Regions from separate parts of the Astyanax mexicanus genome. Here region 1 is linked to region 2. Evidence: chromatin contacts called from public Hi-C data. All regions are on one chromosome and are shown on one strand. Each heading gives the region's core, a stretch centred on a gene start, on an enhancer-like site or on the middle of the called end of the contact. The rest is flanking DNA. Distances are from core to core; before and after follow the strand shown.

Region 1 (6,507 bases), core at 3,616-6,115, 69 kb after region 2:
TGACCACAGTCCTCGTCCACCTGCATCATCTCAGTCTTGATCGTATCCAGCAGTGGAGAAGAGTCTTGAGGTGGAGTGAGACCCTGCGGCATGGAGCCTTCCAGAAGGGTCTGTCCGATGCTCATCAGGCTCTCGACAGCAGCCTTATTGTGGCTGATGGTGGGAATTCCCAGCGGTGCTGAAACTGAGGGCTTCTTGTCCATCATGTTGACCAGGGCCAGCCTGTGGCGGGCAGCTGTGTTGAAGCCGCCTTCTTGAATGGAATGCTTTTTGGAGAGAAATGCGCTCTTCAGGTACTTCATCCGGCGCTCGTCGTCATCTTCTGCGCCGTTCTCGTTCATATTGATGTCGGTGTCGTTCTCCTCCGAGGACTGAATGGTCTCCAAGATCTTCAGACACTGCTCCTCCAAGTACTCGATCTCCAGGATCTCAGCCGCGTACAGCAGGTCATCCAGGTCTTCCAGCTTAGCCTGGAGCGTGGCGGTGTAGGCGTACTCCAGGATCTGCTGGAAAGTCTTTGGTGAGAGGAAGTCCAGGGTGTAGTGCTGGCTGTTGCGGTGGAACAGGATCTCGAACATCTTGCTGACGCAGGCCAGCACGGTCCTGTGGGCACGGAACTCCTGGCTGTCCACCATGATGACCACATCGCACAGCGTCCCCGAGAGACGCATCTGGTTGGCCTTCTGCAGGAGGCTGGTGGGGTGGCCGGGGTTTTGGAGATGGATTACGCCCATTTTAGTCAATTCCATTAGACTGACTTTGATCAAACCATCTCACAGGGTCGTCTTCCCGTCTTCTCGTGTCTCGATTTTCTCCGTAAGACGTCTGAAGGAGAGGAAAAGCACAGGCACAAGCGTTAACCATCATCATGCTTCAACGTTAAGGTTAGGAAAATTTACAACCAGCGACAGAGAACCAAATCACCTCATTAATCTCAGTCACAGGCAGCGCTGAGGGTGTTATTTTTAAACATACCTGGAATGAATGACATTCTGAGAAACGCTAAGGGGAGTTCTTGTTGTCAAGCACTGCGCTCATAAAGTGAGCAGCTCCGCATTTACGTGCAATTATGCAACGGCAGTGTTTACAGGGAAAGTTGCAGCGAAACTGAACCGACTGCATTCAGAACATGCCTGAAAGTAAAGGTTATAAAAGAGGAACTACGTTGATTTAACACAATTTCTTGCATAATCTAGTCAATAATATGTAAACAAACTCATTGAGAGTGGTTTGATGTGAAATTGTGCATTGCTTTGGTACATTATTAAAAAATTTGAGGACAAAAAGCAGGGTTTGCAATATAATACAATACAATAAAATATAATACAATACAAATGCCATAATTTACTATGTAAATCCACTATCTGCACTCAAACAAGTCTTTAGAGATTTGTTTTGTCACTGTCATGCAATAACCTTGTCCTTTTGTAATTTCCAAAACACTAACTTTACGAAAACACAAAAAACCCTTCTTAGCCTTTAGTAAAAGTCTATTTATTGATTATTTATCATGAAATTTGGACAAAATGTAAAGAACAACTACCAAATTGAAATTATGTCACAAAGTAAAATCAGAATGTGTAGAGACACAAGGTTTATGCATGGTAATGACATGTAAGGATAGATCTCATAAATTACTCATTTTAAACTGATTTAATATAAAAGTATATGATGGCTAACAGTGCACTGCATTAAATTGTCTACTATAAGATAGTAAAGAAAGCCTAAACTTCCGGTCAACATTTATATCATGATATATTTCTCAAAATCTGCCAAAATCCCCAATAATTTGCCATTATTAGGCACAATAAAACATTACAGCATTGACATCACAATGTCCACATGCGCCTTAGTCAAATCGCAGGACATGCACTGTCATATAAGGCAAACTGAACCAACCATAAACGTCATGCTACAACTTGCTTGATACAAAAGAATAAACTGTACTGTTCTTATTTTCCAATACATTTCCTGCAGTTTTAGCAATCCCGATTTTAGAGTAAAATGCAATAAATAAATATGCATACTTACATTGATTTAATAATAAAATTAATTAAGAAGTAGTTTGGTGTGAATATTTACTGTGGACCTCTACCTTGCTCTGCCTCACACTACCTCCAGCTTAGTTATACTGTATCATGTGATCACAGTCTGTGAAGCATGACAAGCTCCCTCTGTTGCTGCATGCGGGTATTACAGTTTAAGTTTGCTGTTATTTAAGGTATTATCACAATTCTTTGTATGAAATTATCCTACAAATTTATACTATGCTAAAAATACAAAAAATAATACAAAATGCAAAAATCGCAATCAACTCAAAAATTATTTTTGTAGCTATAAACGTCTAAAAAAGAATTTTCCAATTCCTGTAATAAGCTCTGTATTTTAAAATATCTGTAAAATATCTATAAAAAGTAATAATTACTTTATTAGTCATTAAAATATTTTCTATTGCAAAATATATTAATACTGATTTACATCCAGCCCTACTCTAAAAAAAACAGTGTCTAAGGAATCAAGCGCAGCATTCCTAATCATTCTGCGCAAAAGCTTCCTGTGAGGAAAGCTTTTAAAGGCATTCAACTGTTCAGACGTCTGGGTCTCATCACCACAACTGTAAACAATTCTGACTTGGCAAGTATCACTAGAAAGGAACATTTCACACCCCGACACTCTGAAAGACTGTGTTTAGAACTACATCTTAAACATTAAATTAAGCAGAAATGGCTCGCCTTCTCCTCCCTGTGCCTTCTACCAGTTTAAAACCAGTTTAAAGCCAAAGGGTCATTTAAGGTTAGAGAGGAGGAAGGAGGCGGTGGGAAGTGAAGTCTGAAGCTCTAAGCTGAAGAGAGAGAGAGAGAGTCTGAGGCTGGACGTGGAGGACCGGTCAGCGCTCTCGTGAGGTTCCTCCTCTCCTCCTCTATGATGAATGACTTCAACAGGCACGCTTTTCCAAAACAACATTACATAATCTCACATTAGATCTCCATTAGAGGAGGAGGAGCACGAGGAGGAGGGCAGGTCAGGCTGACCACTGACCAACCCACAACATGACTGTTTCAGTGTGTGTGTGTGTGTGTGTGTGTGTGCTCTGTCCAGCTCAGAGAACCACCACAAAAAAATGAAAACTAGGAATCTACCCAACCAGCATTTCAACATCTATTTGTTTATTTATGGGTAAATCAACATCATTGAACTATTTTTATATATATGTACAGCTCTGGAAAAAAAATGAGACCACTTCAAAATAATTTGTTTCTCTGATTTAACTATTTATAGGTATATGTTTGAGTAAAATGAAATATTGGTATTTAGAGCTTTTACTTGCTGAAAATGAGAAATGTGTGAAATAAAAAAGATGAATTCAGTGCTTTCAGACCTCAAACAAGGCAAATAAAACAAGTCTATATTCATTATAATATCGTTTTAGAAGTTTTAAAACTTCAGAAATCAATTTTCATGCATCTTGGCATCATGTTTTCCTCCACCAGTCTTACACAATGCTTTTGCATAACTTTATGCTGCTTTACTCCTGGTGCAAAAATTCAAGTAGTTCAGTTTGGTTTGAGGGCTTGTGGTCATCCATCTTTCTCTTGATTATATTCCAGAGGTTTTCAATTTGGTTAAATCAAAGAAACTCATCATTTTTAAGTGGTCTCTTATTGTTATCTTATTTTTTTCCAGAGCTTCCGTGTCATTGTGTACATTTATAAAGTATCTTATAAAGTATACTCTTATAAAATATGGTTCTTCAACAGTTCTTCAAAGACTGTGGTTTCACTTGAAGCAGAAGTGAAAGAACTTTCTTATTAAGCACCTTTTAGTTTGTTGTATTGTATTATTAACACCTACATTTTGATATTTGACCATTAAATATGTAATACACTCATTATAACAACGATATTTATATAAAAAAGGCAATATGTATGTTGTTTTCAACAGTTTAACACTCTACTATAGCATGGTGATGCCTTTTTGATTATTACACCATCTTTTTTGTTGCTTAGTTTCCAAAACTTTGCCTTTTTTACTATTTATTGCCTAGGGGCAACCTTATGTAGCTAGAGCCCTTTTGTTGAGAATAATGCTAAAGCAGTTGTGGTAATTATTTTCCTTTCAAAAAAATAAAACTACAATTTGACCACAACGTTGAATGTCAGTCATGTTCCAGATGGGTATGTAGCAGCAACATGCACTAAGAAGCAGCGTGCTTTGTGCCAAACACACCGCGCTCGTGCTGTCTCGTGCCGCTGACAGCAGAACAGAGCGTTGCAAACAGAGACATCTTCAGTGCACAACCGTGCAGCAGGTCTCGCGCTCTGAAAGTCTCTCCGTTCTCTGCGTGCAACAAGCACGCCTCAACCAAGCAGATCATCTGCCCGCCCGCGCGAGCGAGCGACTGACTTAGCGCGAGAGAGCGTGCACGAGCCGGGCGACTGGCTGCACCTGGCTGGCTGGCTGGGATGCATGCATGCAGCCTACGGGACGCGGTATTATAGTACTAGAGCGCGCGCTGCTGCAACAGTTTGCCATCCAATGATTCGCTTCAAACGCACGAGTCACTTGAGGTGAGCGAGCCGCACGTGGAGAGTGTGCTCAGAGTGCTCAGCACCCAGACCCAGACCTCTAATGCATCTCGCGCTCCTCACTCCTGAGCACGCGCTGCTCCAGAGAACATAAACACACATATATAAACACAAACTGAGCGGCTTACCTGTGCCTCACGCGCGCTCCGGCTCCAGCGTCACTGATGTTACAGGTGCTGTTTCTCGCGCTGTTGTGTTTCTCCGGTTATAGTGAGGCAGCAGCAGCAGCAGCGCGAGCGCGCGACCTACCGAGGATTCACAGAAAGCCGCTCCGCGCGCTCACTCCACTTTCGGCTATGCAAATGAGCGGACCTGACGTCACCGCGTTGACTCACAGCCCCGTTCAGAAGAAGCGCGCGAGAGCGAGAGAGAGAGAGGCGGCGGCTCCCGCGCGCTGCTGGTGTTTATTTGTTTCTTTTTTCTACTTTTTCTCTCAGTTTTTTACTTGTGTTTTAATTTTTAGACAAAGCAACATTTACATTTACTTACTTTAGTTTTAAAAAGCAAATACAGAATTAAAAAAAATAAAAACCACCTGTTTCCTCATAAAAAGTTTTTTTTTTTTTTTTACTGTACCCATTCAGGTTTTTATGTAAAGATTTATGTGATGTTATGCTCATTTTGGTTTGATGGCTTGTGATCATCCACCTTCATCTTGATTATATTCCAGAGATTTAAAATTTTTCAATTTGGTTAGAAACTCCTAATTTTTAAGTGGTCTCTTATTTTTATCTTATTTCTTTTCCAGAGCTTCCGTTTCATTGTTTGCATTACTCTTATAAAGTATGGTTCTTCAACGGTTCTTCAAAGACTGTGGTTTCATTTGAAGCAGAAGTGAAAGAACTTTCTAGTTAAGCACCTTTTCCTTTGTTGTACTGTATTATTTGTTTTTGTTTTCTACTTTTTCTACTTTTTTTTCTGATTTTTATATTCAGATAGATTATATTTAGATTTTGTAGTGAACCACACAAACATTTTAAGTTAGTTTACACCAACTTTTTAAGTTTTTCCTAAATGTTTTTAAAAAAATATTGTGTGCGTTCCAATTGCGTACTAATTATTAACACTAACTAACAAGGTTTTTATTGACATTTTTTTCTTTAGATTTTGTTGTGAGCCACCTGTTTCCTCATTAAACTTTTTGTGTTTTTTTGTAAATAATGAAAATAAAAATATTCAGTGATTTTTTTACTGTACTCTAAAGCCCCCACCCCATTTAGATTTTTATATTCAGATTTAGTGGTGAACCACCTGTTTACACAAACTTTTTAAGTTATTCCTAAATGGTGTAAAAACTATGTTGTCTGCGTTCCAAGTGCGTTCTTATTACTAATACTAACTACTATTTTTTTTTTTATTATAAATTTGGACTTTGTTAAAAAAAATGTTTTGTTTTTTTTGGTGAACCACCTGTTTCCTCATTAAAACTTTTTTTGTGTTTTTTGTAAATAATGAAAACTAAAATATTGGGTGAATACTTTTTACTGTACTCTCAAACCACACCCCATTCAGATTTTTTTATATTCAGATAGATTATGTTCAGAGTTTGTAGTGAACCACCTGTTTACACAAACTTCTACGTTTTTCGTAAATGGTGTAAAAAGATGTTGTGTGCGTTCCAATTGCGTACTAATTATTAATACTAACAATTTTTTTCTAATTTTGACTTTTTTAAATAAACATTTAAACATCTATTTTTTTCTATCAGGTTTTGTGGTGAACCACCTGTTTCCTCATTAAAACTTTTTGTAAATAATAATAATAATAATAATAATATTAATAAAAAATAAAAAATATATATATATATGGTGATTTTTTTTTACTGTACTCTGAAGCCCCACCCATTCAGATTTAGTGGCGTACCACCTGTTTACACAAACTTTCATGTTTTCAGAAATGATTAAAAAAAATTGTATGCGTT
Region 2 (7,108 bases), core at 3,290-5,789:
AGTGTGGGGAATGAGATACAGATGATTCATATGGAGAGGGAGAGCTGTCAGAGAGACGGTCTGGAATTCCATTAACTTAACTGGGATGGATACGACGGGAGTAAACATGCTTGGCCCCCTTCAGGTGACGCCCGCTTCACCCCACCACCAGCCTCCTGATGCATCGCCTCACTCCTGTCTGATTTACGTGCTCGATGTTAGAAGAGCGATATCCATCACGCCTGAATGTGATTAAAACTGAAGGAGGACGAGCGTCGGCTGTGCTTTAGAACCCAAAATATAAATAAACAGAACCACGGCAAACTTCCAAGAGCAGCGTGGCTCAGAAGTTGATACAATGAATCAAATGGAATCATTGTATCATCTACCTTTTTGAATATCATTATGATATTATATTATATTGTCATTTCCCACTATACAGCTCTAAAAAAAAAATAAGAAATCACTTAAAAATTATGAGTTTCTTTGATTTTACCAAATTGAAAATCTCTGGAATATAATCAAGAGGAAGATGGATGATCACAAGCCATCAAACCAAGCTAAACTGAACTGCTTAAATACAATAATGCAAAAATACGATAAAATATTGCAATATTATTTTAGGGCCATATCGCCCATCTCTACTGTTTACTAAGAATGTGTCATATCATATCGCATTGTTTTAAAACACCAGTTTACAATAACAGTAATCTGTCTTATGAACAGTTATTCTTCATACTTTTAGCATAATTGATTTTGATAATTGATGCATTTGTTTGTTAGAGATTTATTTGTTTCCATTATTCATTATTCTATAAAATATTATAAAATATTAGATAGATTTAGGGAAAAGAAGGAAGGAAGTGGTGTTACCCACTATGCTATAACGTTATAATGGGACATTTCCATCATTTTGATAGCTTCTGTATTTTTTTTACTTTATCACTCAAATGTTGAATGCACAGGGCAGCTGGTGTTTTCATTAGACATAAGACACAAAAAGCAATGACACACCTTCCTGATCACACTGCAGGTATCAACAAATCCAACTGATTCATCAAACCAAAGCAACTGTTTTGGTTCCATTCTTTTCTCACACTGTACAATGTCACTCTCTCGAGATTTATTAGGCTCTATTATTATACTGTATATTTTTCTCTCTCTTTTAGTTTAACATTTGTAAATATGGACTCTTGGACTTTAGCTGGGCTAAATGCTGCTATGATCAGGAGATTGCTGGTTTGAATCCTGGTTATGCAACTAGCTGTCAGCTGCCGGAGCCCTGAGAGAGCACAGATAGAGCCTTGCTCTCTCTTTCTGGGTGGGTACAGTAGATGGCTCTCTTTCCCCTCATCACTCCTAGGGTGATGTGGATAAACACAAGGCTGCGTCTGTGAGCTGATGTATCAGAACCGAGTCGCTGCGCATCTATTTATTGTATCAGCATAAGAGCATAAAAAAGGGAGACAAATGTGAGACAGCAATTTTAGCTTTCAGTCTTAAAAGTACTTTGCGTTACTGCTTTAACATTGTTAAACACTGATTTACTGATACACCAGGTGTTGTGGTATAACTAATAACTAATAATAATGAATAATAATAGACTCCCACAGGTACTTTAATATTTAATCATATTTATCAATATTTGGTGGAATAACCCTGGTTTTTAATCACAGTTTTTTTTTATGCATCTTGGCATCATGTTCACCTCCACCAGTCTTACACACTGCTTTTGGATAACTTTATGCTGCTTTACTCCTGGTGCAAAAATGGGCTTGTGATCATCCATCTTCCTCTTGATTATATTCCAGAGGTTTTCAATTTGGTAAAATCAAAGAAACTCATCATTTTTAAGTAGTTTCTTATTTTTTTCAGAGCTGTATATGGTGATATCATGAGAATAAAGATGTCTTCATGCTGATCCCCCGTTTCTCCTCAGTGTCCGCTCACAGTGGGGCGGGTGCTGACCGCTTCACATTGTTAATAATTGGATAAACAGAGGGTCAGTGGTGAGCTGTACTGTTGGCTGAAGCCTATGTTCTGGAATGCATTGTACCTTTGGCTATGATTTATTCGAGAGGCCATCTGGACAGTGGGGGGGGGACCGTTGTCCTGAACGTTGGAGTGACCTGCCCTATTATTGGCCTGAGTGGTGGGTCCGGCTCTTTCACGCTCCTCACCGCCTTTATTTAGAAGCGTAAAGCTGCTGAGGTGTCTTTTCTTCCCAACAAAAGCTCTCTCCACCGCGTCTCATCACACAAGACAATGAGAGCCGTGCGCTGGTGTGTTTTTGTTTCCTCAAAGTCAGCTGCCGGAACGAGGGACAAGCGCAGACAATTACGGATAATCAGAAAAATACCAGAAGAGAATGAGAATGAGGGAGTCCAAAACCAGCGCATCACAGACAACACAAATCTACATCCACTAGTGCAGAACTGTTCATTTTATTAAAGAAAAGAGAGAGAGAGAGAGAGAGAGAGAGAGAGAGAGAGAGAGAGAGAGAGAGAGGGTGAAGTAAGAAGATGGACAGATGGATAGAAAAAGACAGAAAAAAGACAAAGGAAAAGACAACAAGAAAAAGAAAGAGAGTGAGAGAGCAGATAAAGACAGAATGAAAGAGAGACAAATAAAGTGAGAGCAAAAGAGAGACACAGAGAGAAATGAAATATATACTGTGAAAGAGAAAGAGAAGGAAGTGGAAAACAAGGTGAAAATATGCAGAGAAACAGTAAGAGAGACAGAGAGACAAATGGAAGAGAGAGAGGATAAAAGATGGAAAGAGGATTGGAAAGAGTGAGAGAGCAGATAAACACAGCATGAAGAGAGACAAAGAAAGGGAGAGCACAATAGAGAAAAAAAAAACAAAGAAACAGAGAGAAAGAGGTAAAATATCTTTCTTTACAGAGATAAGAACAGAGATGGAGAAGAAATAAATAAAGAAAGAGAAAGACAAAGAAAATGTGTGAAAGATCAGATAATCAAAGAGAAGATGGAAAAGATTGAAAGAAAGACAAATAAGCGTGAGCAAAAGGGAGAAAAAAGAGAAAGCAAAGAAACAGAGAGATAGACAGAAAAGAGAAGATGGACAGATCAATAGAGAAAGAAAGAGAGAAAGACAGAAAAAGAAAGAAATAAAATGAGTGAGAGATCACATAATCAAAGAGAAAATGGAGAGAAGAGTAAGAAGAGTAAGAGAGGAGAAAAAGGGAGATAAAAGAAAAAGCAAAGAAACAGAGTGTGTGAAAGAGATAGACAGAGATAGAAAATAAAAAAGATGGACAGAGCAATAGAGATAGAAAGAAAGAGAGACAGAAAAAGAAAGAAAATTAGTGAGATATCAGATATTCAGAGAGAAGCTGGAGAGGGCAGATAAACACAGACTGAAAGAGAGACAAAGAAAGGAAAAATAAAAGGGAGAAAAAAGCGTAGAAACAGAGAAAGAGAGAAAAAAAAATATATATATGTATAGAAAATAAACAAAGATAGAAAAAATATGGACTGAGGAATAGAGAAAGAAAGAGAGAAAGACAGAAAAAGGAAGAAAAAAATGAGTGAGAGATCAGATAATCAGAGAGAAGATGGAGAGAAGAGTGAAAAGAGTAAGAGAGCAGAAAAAGGGAGAAAAAAGCAAAGAAACAGAGAGAGATACATATGTAAAGAAAGTGAGCGATAGAGAGATTGAGAGAGAGAGAATGAAGAAAGACAAAAGTGAGAGAGAGAGAAAGCAGAACAAGGGAAAAAAGAGAAAAAGCATAGAAACAGAGAGAGAGAAAAGTATAAAGAAAGTGAGAGATAAAGAGATTGAGAGAGAGAATAAAGAAAGACAAAAGTGAGAGAGTGAGAGAGCAGAACAAGGGAGAAAAAAAGAAAATGCAAAGAAGCAGAGAGAGAGAGAGAGAGATAGAGAGAGAGAAACACAGAGTGACAGAGAGAGAGAAAAAGAGAGCAAAGGAACAGAGATAGAAAAGAGAAAATATGGACAACAGAATGAGAGAAAGACAGAAAAAGGAAGAAAGAAAATGAGTGAGAGATCAGATAATCGGAGAGAAGATGGAAAGAAGAGTGAGAGAGCAGAAAAAGGGAGAAAAAAAGAAAAAGCAAAGAAACAGAGAGATGAATATATAAAGAAAGTGAGCGATAGAGAGAGAGAGAGAATAAAAAAAGGCAAAAGTGAGAGAGAAAGAGAGCAGAAGAAAGGAGGAAAAAAGAAACAGAGAGAGAAATAGAGAGAGAGATAGATATACAGAGAGCGAAGGAACAGAGATAGAAAAGAGAAAATATGGACAACACAAAGAGAGAAAGTGAGTGAGATATCAGAGAGATCAAAGAGAAGATGGAGAGAAGAGTGAGAAGAGTAAGAGAGCAGAACAAGGGAAGAAAAAAATAGGCAAAAGTGAGAGAGAGAGAGAGCAGAACAAAGGAGGAAAAAAGAAAATGCAAAGAAACAGAGAAAGAGAGAGAGAGATAGAGATAGATATACAGAGAAGGAGAGAGAGAGAGAGATAGAGAGATAGAGAGAGAGAGAGAGAGTGTGAGAGTGTTTGGAGGATATCAGTATTCCAGCAGAACAAGCTGCCTTTCACAGCTCGTAATGAGGCCCAGGTCACAGGAAACAGGTGCTTGGTAGATTTTCAAAAGCGCAGGAGAACATCAGAGCGAGCCTCCGTTGCCGTTCCTTCATCACAGTCCGTCTGATTAATCATTTCTTAAAATCAAACATTTGGAGGCAGAACAGAACAACAAGATCCTTTACTTCAGAAATCTGAGAGAGAGAGAGACACAGACAGACAGACAGACAGCAGACAGACTCATCTGCAGATCATCCAATAAACCCACACTAAACTCAGCGTTCAGCTCAGCGTGTTCCGTCAATACTGCATCAGCAGCTACGCTCAGGTAAATCATTCACCCCCAGTCTTCTGCTCATTCTGGATTAAAGAGCGCTGGGGCACTTGTTGAGCACTGCGCCCGGTGTCCAGCAGGGGGCGCACTGGGTCACAGCCTCACACACTCTACAGCAGACCTCACATGACCCCATCACACAGCATCAGTAACACACGGCTCCCACAAACACACACCCTGACTCATTCCCTTATTATTTAAAGTCATTGTGAGATTATTCCAGCGTCGTGTCTCTCTCTCTCTCTCTGTTTGTGTTTGTGTGTGTTTGTGTATGTGTGTGTGTGTGTGTGTGTGTGTGTTCCAGGAGCAGCGCTGCTCATAACAACAGCTTAAGCTCCAATATATCAATGTTCTACTCTTCTTTTCAAGCTTTCAGACTCTTAATGTGACTCAAAGACAAAAAAAAAGACATTAGTCTAGACGTAGTTTTATTCTACAAACTACAGACAACATTTTCCCCAAATTCCAGAAACAAGTTCATATTTACGCAATTTTAAGAGCTCAGAAAATAATATATGGGGAATTAACCCTGGTTTTTAATCACAGTTTTCAACTGTGGCATCTTGGCATGTTGTCCTCCACCAGTCTTACACACTGCTTTTGGATAACTTTATGCTGCTTTACTCCTGGTGCAAAACTTCAAGCAGTTCAGTTTGGTTTGATGGTTTGTGATCATCCATCTTCCTCTTGATTATATTCCAGAGGTTTTCAATTTAGTAGAATCAAAGAAACTCATAATTTTTAAGTGATCTCTTATTAATTTCCAGAGCTGTATAATACAGATATTATACAGGGGAATTCCACCATCTTTCAAATTTCTGTTTAACCCTTTCAGACCTGAATTATTATCTCCAGTGATGGAAAAAAATGTAAGAATGCTGTCTTTAATGTGCAGAAAATAAGACTCCAATATTCTATTATAAAATCTATTTAGCAAATAAAACCAAATAACTAAAATATGTATTATTGTTTTTTTATTTCCATTGCATTGGAAGCCTGTGAGGGATATTTTATATTTGAAAAAATATGCTATAAAGTGTTTTAAATCACATTAAATTAGATAAAATAAGCTGTTACTTTGCCATATTGACTTTAGTACTACTGTTTTTCCAGTGCAATGGGCATCTGGGGGCTAAGATAGTGTTTTATTGGTTTATAAACTTGTTTATTATCTGGTTTATGCTCTATTCTGATGGAAAACAGCACTCAAATAGCATTATTTGCAAACAAAACTACCTATATAACTATATAACTAATTTCTATCTGATATTTTACCTAATGCTATAGTAGAGGCTTGCTTTTTTGTGTTTCATTCTATTGTGGAATAATAGTATTTATCATAAGCACACTTTTCTGAGTATGTACTGAGTATATTTGAGTATACTCAACTTTTAACATATGTTTTATCTATACTGCATATATCTTATATACTGTACTTCATACCCCAAAGCTAGTTAATAAATATGTAATAAATACACAACTGGAATGCACTCTGTAGTGTTCAGTTTTGTAGATTTTGGTTTGAACACATTTTTTAAGAAGGGTACTTTTGTGTGTTTTTTTTGTCCAAAAAACATCATTACACATTTGAGCAACAACCAATTAGCCCAATAACATCTTTAACTTGGATTATTGGCCAAACCAGGAGATTTAAGCAGAGGACTGAGAATTGCTGATAATAGGACTATATAAAAATAGGCCTCTATACAAAAATAGGCTTTAATACAAACATTTTCACACCTAAATTAATTGTGAAATGGACAATATTGTTTGTGAATTGCATGAAAATGTGTTTTTTATTGCAAAAAGAGGGAAATTTGCATGTGATCCTAAACTTTTAAGCAGTAGTGTATAATGACTATTGACCACCACTGTAAAAAAAAAAATCAAAATTAATAAGTATTTTACATCAAGTGGCTTTTCACATCCCCATCTCTGAAGGGTTTTTCGGAAATGACAAAAAAAACAGTAGAATTCTCTGTTGAATATCTAATTACATACCCCACTGAGCATCATTCTGACCGCAGTTTGATTTGGATGCTGGTTAAAAGCAGCTTCTGCTAAAGTGTGAGAAATCCTTAAAAGGGGCTAAAGTTCATCCCTAATTGACATGTACTGCCTCCTACATTTTTTCCCAGGCCAAGCAGAAAAGCCAGCTGAAGCGAGACTTCTCACTGGCCCTTCACTGTACAAAAGGCAGGGGATTTGCTTTTCACACTGGTCAGAT

What was found. Hi-C and Micro-C count contacts between places; a contact is called where the count stands out from the background.
Region 1: a contact with region 2 is called in a Hi-C map of muscle, with 11 times the contacts expected there. The contact joins the promoter of zbtb16b here to the enhancer-like site in region 2. A contact is called at or near these places in 2 of 3 Hi-C or Micro-C datasets (both in muscle).

What each region holds. Positions count from the first base shown.
Region 1 is chr18:4,113,680-4,120,186 of AstMex3_surface, forward strand. It overlaps zbtb16b (zinc finger and BTB domain containing 16b), which reads right to left and starts at 4,866. Exons shown (of 7, transcript XM_007231435.4): 1 at 4,715-4,866; 2 at 1-825. The coding sequence starts at 749. The region is part of intron 1 of LOC125782549 (a long non-coding RNA gene); the gene reads right to left.
Region 2 is chr18:4,044,537-4,051,644 of AstMex3_surface, forward strand. The region is part of intron 4 of zbtb16b (zinc finger and BTB domain containing 16b); the gene reads right to left. All of the region lies in intron 1 of LOC125782549 (a long non-coding RNA gene), which reads right to left. Among protein-coding and RNA genes, the nearest start is that of tmprss5, 31 kb to the left of the region's middle. Within about 2 kb of position 4,540, the one cell type or tissue checked has an H3K27ac peak away from gene starts, as active enhancers do.